Linked DNA regions of Mus musculus: region 2 is linked to region 1. A link is a contact called in public HiChIP or PLAC-seq data. All regions are on one chromosome and are shown on one strand. Each heading gives the region's core, a stretch centred on a gene start, on an enhancer-like site or on the middle of the called end of the contact. The rest is flanking DNA. Distances are from core to core; before and after follow the strand shown.

Region 1 (3,739 bases), core at 634-3,133:
CTGTCCCTGACCCCCTCTAGGCCTCTCAAACTGCTCATACAGAGGAGCTGCCCCTTCGTGCGTCAAACACTGGCACTGAAGTGGGGGCGGGGGGCGGGAAGGAGCACCCATGGTCTGTGCGAAGTTACAAACAGACTTCATTTCCCAGTTACAAAGCCTTCGAGTTTGAACTACACATTCTATGTTTGTATACAGATAATTTTAACATGTACATGTGTATTTGTTTTTAAATTTGAAATACAATTCACATATAGGAAAGGACACAGACCCAAGACAAATAGATCAAAACATTACTATAAAGCCAATACTCATGACTGACAATCAGCACCCTAAGTCCTACTGATACTGCAGCCTGGGTAGGGAGCCCTGCTGGAAGTGGAGAACTCCCCCCGCCGCCCCCCCCCCCACCCCAAGTCAATGTGTGCTGTTGAGTTATACATGACCTGACTAATAATCTTTAATCCCATTTTGAAAACTAAGTACCTATTTATTGCTTTGTAGAGACTTGATTTAAGATATAACCCAATCTGAAATTTAAAATAAGACGTTATGACCAGTTTTAAAATGGTTCAGAGTTGTTTTGTTTTTATGTTAAAAAACACTGTTTCAACACAAAGACACACTCTTGTGTTTTTTTAAAGAAGACTAAATATTCTGGGGAAGGGTGAGTTGTGTGCCATTCTCTACTTCTCTTGGCATGGCTGGGTTCTGCTGTGTTAGTGGGAACTGACAAACATACCACACCACGTGGACTGATGACGTGCACTACGTAAGTCCCGCTTATGAAGTAAAAGGTCTCCCTTTACAGATAGCACTGTTCTTTATCAACAGTCTACCAGGATAACAGAATACTCTGACTGTTCTGAAACGCCCGCTGAGAAAGCTCCTTCTGATAAGCTATTCTTGGCAATCGCCTCCACTCCCTTTCTCTCTCACTATGTATGTAGCTTTGGCAGGCACCACACTCACTGAAATCCATCTGCCTCTGCCTCCTGAGTGCTGGGATTAAGTCTGTTTGTCATCATGCTGGCCCCACTTATGAGCACAATGAAAGACTGTATGTATTCCAAAATACTAACTCATTTAACCTCTGATGGTCTGAAAAGCACGTTGGGATAGTATGGTGCCCCGACACAGCACTAACGGGCTCCATACTTGTGCCGTGGTAAGCTCTTAAGGGTCAGACAGACTGAGCAGGGGACCCGTGGGTAACCTCAGAAACCCCTCTGTAGTAATACAGACAGACACATCTGCTTTTCTTAGGATGCTGTTTGTACTACCGATCACAGCTGTTAGGTGTGAACCGAGACACGGTGCTAAACCTCCCTTGTAGCCACTGTTTGCTCCCCAGTCTGCATTTATAATGAAAAGAAAATGTCTTTGAACAGTAGCAAACAAAATTTATTCAATTTCAACATGAATTCATGACTCTCTAGAACTGGATAGAACTGGATAGAACTGGATAGGACAGAAAAGGAAGCATGTTTAAAGGACTCTCAGCAATTAGAGTTTCACACTGAGAATTTCTTCTGTGGAAACCTCCTGAGGTCCAGAGGTTTTCCTCATCCATCTGTCCTTTAGAGTCTAGGTCAGGGTCCTATGTCTTGCAAATGCGACTGCATGAGATCATCAGCTCATTGACTTCTGTATTTTCCCTATCAAGGCAGAAGAAACCAAGTTCTAGTAACTGGGCATTCTCAATGACTTCCAGTGCTTGCTACAATGGCATTTATGGATGGGAGGAGCAAGGCGAGATCCTAAGAGAATGATACAGGGAATCGGGAGTGTCTAAACTGCTGTCTGAGTTCTAGGCTCTGACTGCAGCTGTGGCAGAGATGAAGAACTACAAAGCAGCTGGCTGGACGAGGCTGGGGAGACTTCCTACATAGCACTATGTGGTCCAAACAGGAAGGACAAACACTCTCATCTGAATAAGGCAGAAAGGCAATGAAGCACAAGACCCCAGGCAGCCTGCAGGGCTTTGGCCCCTGTGAAACCTTCCTAGCTGACATGCACCCTCCACATCAAGGCCTGATACAATATGAGTGGCTAGCAGACACTTACCTGAATAATAGAGGCCACTTTCACCCCCAGAACAAATCAACTTATTATACACTTTAAAGTCAACATTATCTATCGAGATAAACACACACACAGAGCTGTGCCAGGTATTGGTCTCACATTCACAGGTTTTACAATTTTATCAGGAAGCATCTTTTTTTTGGAGGGGGGGTGGTTGGTTTTTCGAGACAGGGTTTCTCTGTGTAGCCCTGGCTGTCCTGGAACTCACTTTGTAAACCAGGCTGGCCTCGAACTCAGAAATCCACCTGCCTCTGCCTCTGCCTCCCAAGTGCTGGGATTAAAGGCGTGTGCCACCACGCCCAGCTCAGTTGAATCTTTTAACGCTTAAAAATAAAATGTTGCATTAGCATATTTCATGTACAGCCTCAGACTTTCTGGGTGGCATTATGCTGAGCTATCGTGGGCTGACTGCTGACTCTAAGGTTAATACCCACAAAGAGGAACCGTCTAACATACCCTGTGTATCTGCAGCCCTGACTCTTCCTGCTCTCCTCTGCCTCTAAGTCAATTCCTGGACTGCAATAGCTGCCTTCAGCCAGGCTAAGGGCAGCCCGCAGGTGTCCTTCCCATTGGCCCTGGTCCTAGCAGAGTAAATGATTGTTGTACTTACGCTGTTCCTGTAGACTTGGAATTCAAGTGTTCTCAAATCTAGCTTGGCCACCTTACTCAAGTTAAACCTAAAATAAAAAACACGTTTATCTTCATAAACATCACAACTAGGAACTATGGAGGATAGCCAAACTTGAGGTTTTATTTGCAAATTTATCTTTTGTCAGGTCTTGGGACCAGTAGCATTATACCATATTAATACTAAAGGCTAACTTATAATTAATACCTTGTTCACTTTTAAAAAGGAATTAGTGGAATTATTTTGTCTGTTGTCCCTTTACAAATCTGTTAAATGTGAGCGCCCCATTTACACCTGTTGAAAGCTTTTCTTCATGTTCAATTCAATACCAACCCACTCCCAGGAAACTGCTGGCAACTTCAGCCATAAAGCCAGACTCTGCGTTTACCCTTTGACCAGCTAAGGAGTGCTTACCTTGAGACTAACTTATCTGCAAAGACGGAGGGGTTGGAATACAAAGCCAGTGGGATGAACTGGACGTAGACAGGGACGTCTGCAGGGTTTTCTAAGCTAATCTCTTCTTCCTTAAAGCAAAGCCCAGATGCATTAGTGGAGATCCCTACAGAGGAATTACAGCGTCGGCTCTCTAACCACGCGTGGCCCATTGCTGACTGTTTAGGCCATTTGAACACTTACCGAAGAACAGTTTGTGTTAGTGAGTGGGAACTTCAGGAGCCGGGGCGAGCTAAGGACAGACGGCCAGGAGAGCTCGGCACTGACTTTTGATACGATATTTTTCTGAAGATCTGTATTTACTTCAAACATAGCATTCAACCTAGAAAAGCAATTTCTATGTCAGTGAATGTTCTCTACACGTTTCTGTTGATGTTCCTTGAGTCTTAGAGAAGTTGACAGAGATGCTGTCATCCTTATGACTGGGCATGCAGCTTTATTAAGCTCTCAATGACATATCATGTGTCTCTATTTTGCACAGAGAGCTGTCAACATTAAAGTCATCTGTGCTATAGCTCTGTCCAGCATATGTAAAGGATGACAAGCTTTAGTTCTAGTAGCATCAGTAAAAGATGC
Region 2 (3,739 bases), core at 314-2,813, 320 kb after region 1:
AAAACATCACACACTGTGTGAGCAACTCCTATCTCAGAATTTGACCACCTGTGGAAAATACTAAGAATTTATTTTTTTACACTATATCATTTGTCTTTCTCTTTTACCCTTTCCAAAAACATGTTGTATTACTGCTTTTGTGCATAGGTGTTTGTCTGCATGTATGTCTGTTTGCCACATGCATGCCTGATACGTATGGGGGCCAGAAGAGGGCTTCAAATTCTCCTTGTTATCTTTTCAGCCACCAGAAATGGTGATGGACCACGTCAAACTCTTTCAGAACATCCCCATCTGTGCCATCTCCTTCAGTTACAACGATGAGGTTGCGAACGAGTTCTTGAAGGAGCTTGCTGCCTTGACCGGAGGCGAGTTCCGAGCTTATAACTTTGGCTGCAAGGATCCCATTCAGGATACTCAGGTGGGAACTTGGCACACTGAGGAAATGGTTCACTCATTCATTCATTCGTTCGTGCATTCATTCATTAGAGTGTTACGAGTCTCAAAGATCAGCTCCTGAGCTGGGAGAACTGCAGCCATACACAAAACTAAGCAAAGCAGCTGGTGCAGTAATGATGCCCCAAGGTTGGTCCAAATGTGGCCTGAGGATCTCAGAACTTGTGACAATGTGAGCCTGGATCAAGGTCACAGGTACAAGCCAGGAACTCCTATCATGGCTAATGGCCCAAGGATCTTAGTAAGTTTTGTTGTGATCTTCTTCATTTTCCTCTTCCACCTCCTCCTCAGTTGTTGCTTTTGTGTGTAGGTGTTTGTTTGCGTGTATGTCTACGTGCAATATGCTTGTGCCTATGGGGGTCAGAAGAGTGCCTCAAATGCCTTGGAGTTACAGATGGTTAGCACCACAGGGCTGTTAAGAATAGACCCTGGTGCAAGGCAGAGGCAGGCAGATTTCTAAGTTCGAGGCCAGCCTGGTCTACAAAGTGAGTTCCAGGACAGCCAGGGCTACACAGAGAAACCCTGTCTTGAAACAAAAACAAAAACAAAAACAAAAACAACAAACAAAACAAAGCAAGAATAGAACCTGGGTCCTTTGCAAGAACAGCCAGCGCTCTTTAACCACTGGGCCATGTCTCCAGACCACACGTATACTGGCCTTTAACTAGCTACCTCTTAACTTCTCAAGGAATGCAACTATGTGACCATCTGATAAAATAATTCACACTGATGGGGAAAGGGGACAGAGTAACTGAAAGTATTCCCTGACCCTCTAGCCCTGGCCTGAGGATGTGATTTCAATGTTTGCCAGGTTTTTAAGGCTCCTGCTTGAGGTTCAGTTAAGGCGTGGAGACATCTGTATAGTTTAAAGGCATTGGGATTTTAATTTTTATTTATTTATTTTTTTTGCTGACTCAGTCTCTCAGCTAGTGTCCAATTCTCCGCCATTTCATCTCTCCACATGGTTCCTCAGAGCCGGACTCCAGCTCTGCTCAACTCCAGCCGAGCCTCCATTCTTCTTCCTCCTGTTTCCCTCAGCATCTCTGCCTGCCTGGAAGTCCTGCAGTACTTCCTGCCTCAGCTCCAGCTTCCAGCTGTTTATTATTCTAAAAGCCACACCCCTTACTCTGGGGTAGGCTGAGGAAGGTCACCTTCCCTTAGGGCAGCTTGGCTTCCTTGTAAAGGCAGGTGAGGAAGTGAATATTACACACCCCCTTAACCAGGCATTGCAGCTTCAAAGAACAATTGAAAACCCAAGGACAGAACATGCAACATTTGTGGGTCATCAACTCAGGGAGCTCTTCTGTAGGAAACCGTGCTTACTGCTCATTCTCCTCCGTTTTTTTTTTTTTTTTTTTTTTTTGGTTTTTCGAGACAGGGTTTCTCTGTATAGCCTTGACTGTCCTGGAACTCACTCCGTAGACCAGGCTGGCCTCGAACTCAGAAATCTGCCTGTCTCTGCCTCCCAAGTGCTGGGATTAAAGGCATGCGCCACCACTGCCCGGCCGTCATTCTCCTTCTTGTATGTAGAGACCTAGAACTGTTATCAGGACAAATCAGAGATATGAACAACTCTTGGTCTGAGGAGACTACCCTCTGAGAACCGAACCAGACAAAAGGACCTCAGGGGACTGTGCTCTGAGATCACCCTATACTAATGACAACAACCTGGTGGGGAAAGAGCTGCAGACCCTGTTGGAACAGTTGCAGGAGTTCCCATGCACAGCAAACCTGCCGACTTTTAGACAGAGGTTCAAAACAATTCCAAGAGGGAAAGACCACCTTTTCAACAAATAATTGGAACAACTGACAGTCCTCAGGCAAAACCCCAGTCTAAGTGCTGATCTTCACACACAGAGAGCACGCATGCGCAAAGTAAATCACAGGCTCCAATATATAAATTATAACAAATTATATAATATTTGTTTCCCTGTCAGCTACTCAGAGGATGAAATACAATGAAATAAACCCTGGCTTATTTTATATTATGTACTTTCTAATGTATTATCACAGTAACAGAAAGTAAACTAGAATAGCTAGCCTGGGAACTTTAATGAGACCCTGTCATAAACTTAAAGTGGGGCTGGGATATATAAGTTGGTGGTAGAGTAGTGGCCTAGCATGTAGAGTACCCAGGGTTCAAACCCCAGGGCTATAAAAACAAACAAAAAGTGTCCATCTAGAAAACCTGGGAAACACATCAGACATTCCACTGAGGAGGCCCAACAGAAGTGGGAAAGAAGCCAGGCCAGGAGGCCAGATGCCACCAGCACAGGCCAGGAGGCCAGATCCCACCAGCACAGGCCAGGAGGCCAGATCCCACCAGCACAGGCCAGGAGGCCAGATCCCACCAACACAGGCCAGGAGGCCAGATCCCACCAGCACAGGCCAGGAGGCCAGATCCCACCAGCACAGGCTAGAAGGCCAGATGCCACCAGCACAGCCCAGGAGGCTGGATCCCACCAGCACAGGCCAAGAGGCCAGATGCCACCAGCACAGCCCAGAAGGCCAGATGCTACCAGCCTTAGAGGAATACTACCTAAGCTACAGCACATGTCACTCCATGTCTGTCAGAATGGCGGAGAAAACTACATGCTGGCAGGTTGGGGAGAAACAGGGTCACTAACACATTGTTGGCTGGAGGATAAAATACAAGCCACATTGGAAAGCAGTCCGGTGGTTTCCATCAAAGCCAATGTTTAATTGCTGTAAGACCTGGTCCTTGGTGTAGCGGGCATGCATTTCAGAGAATGAAAGCTTGGATTCATATAAAGTATAGGGAGCTCTGCATCTATCAAAGCAATGGAGTTCACAGTTAAATGGTTTCCCTCAAGGTGACCCCGCCCCACATGGCTTCACTGCTGAACTGTAGAGAGGAGTAATTAATATCAGTTCAAGTGCAAGGACCTGGGTGTGGCCTCTGAGATGGGGAGAAAGATGATCTTGGTGGATAGGTTCTTGTAAAACTCAGAGAAGAGGGAGTACTTCCCCATCGTCCTGTAAGCCTCTAAGATGGCTGATATTCCTCAGCTACAAATATGCAAAAGTTGAAAACCAAATTTAACAAACCAAAACAAGTATATAAAACATGTGACACACCCTGGCCATGTTGGATTTAGTGCAGAGATGCACACAACGCTAGTTTAACATTTGAAAGTCAACACATAACGCACTATATCGGTACACTTATTTTTAATGTTTTTTTGTTCTATCGTTTATTTTATGTGTATGAACATTTTGCCTGCATGTGTGTCTGTGGACCACATGCATGCCTGGTACTCTTGGA

Evidence for each region. HiChIP or PLAC-seq counts read pairs in DNA pulled down with a chosen protein or histone mark.
Region 2: a contact with region 1 is called in an H3K27ac HiChIP or PLAC-seq map of embryonic stem cells, with 5 read pairs. The contact joins two enhancer-like sites. A contact is called at or near these places in 2 of 15 datasets of contacts at CTCF or cohesin (large pre-B cells and stem cell-derived epiblast-like cells), 5 of 484 Hi-C or Micro-C datasets (the G1E-ER4 cell line, the HPC-7 cell line, bone marrow-derived macrophages and 1 more), 3 of 115 datasets of contacts at active chromatin or transcription factors (astrocytes and embryonic stem cells) and 3 of 9 other capture datasets (embryonic stem cells, liver and pancreatic islet).

What each region holds. Positions count from the first base shown.
Region 1 is chr1:36,812,763-36,816,501 of GRCm38.p6, forward strand. It overlaps Tmem131 (transmembrane protein 131), which reads right to left. Exons shown (of 41, transcript NM_018872.2): 23 at 3,347-3,485; 24 at 3,125-3,234; 25 at 2,693-2,759. Among named protein-coding and RNA genes, the nearest start is that of Zap70, 53 kb to the left of the region's middle. Within about 2 kb of position 1,884, at least 37 of the 459 cell types and tissues checked have an H3K27ac peak or open chromatin away from gene starts, as enhancers often do. A contact at or near this core is called in embryonic stem cells, where this site is marked.
Region 2 is chr1:37,128,643-37,132,381 of GRCm38.p6, forward strand. Vwa3b (von Willebrand factor A domain containing 3B) reads left to right here. Exons shown (of 28, transcript NM_001370828.1): 14 at 242-418. It overlaps Gm37020 (a long non-coding RNA gene), which reads right to left. Exons shown (of 4, transcript XR_865351.2): 4 at 3,631-3,739. Among named protein-coding and RNA genes, the nearest start is that of Gm37020, 20 kb to the right of the region's middle. Within about 2 kb of position 1,564, at least 11 of the 459 cell types and tissues checked have an H3K27ac peak or open chromatin away from gene starts, as enhancers often do. A contact at or near this core is called in embryonic stem cells, where this site is marked.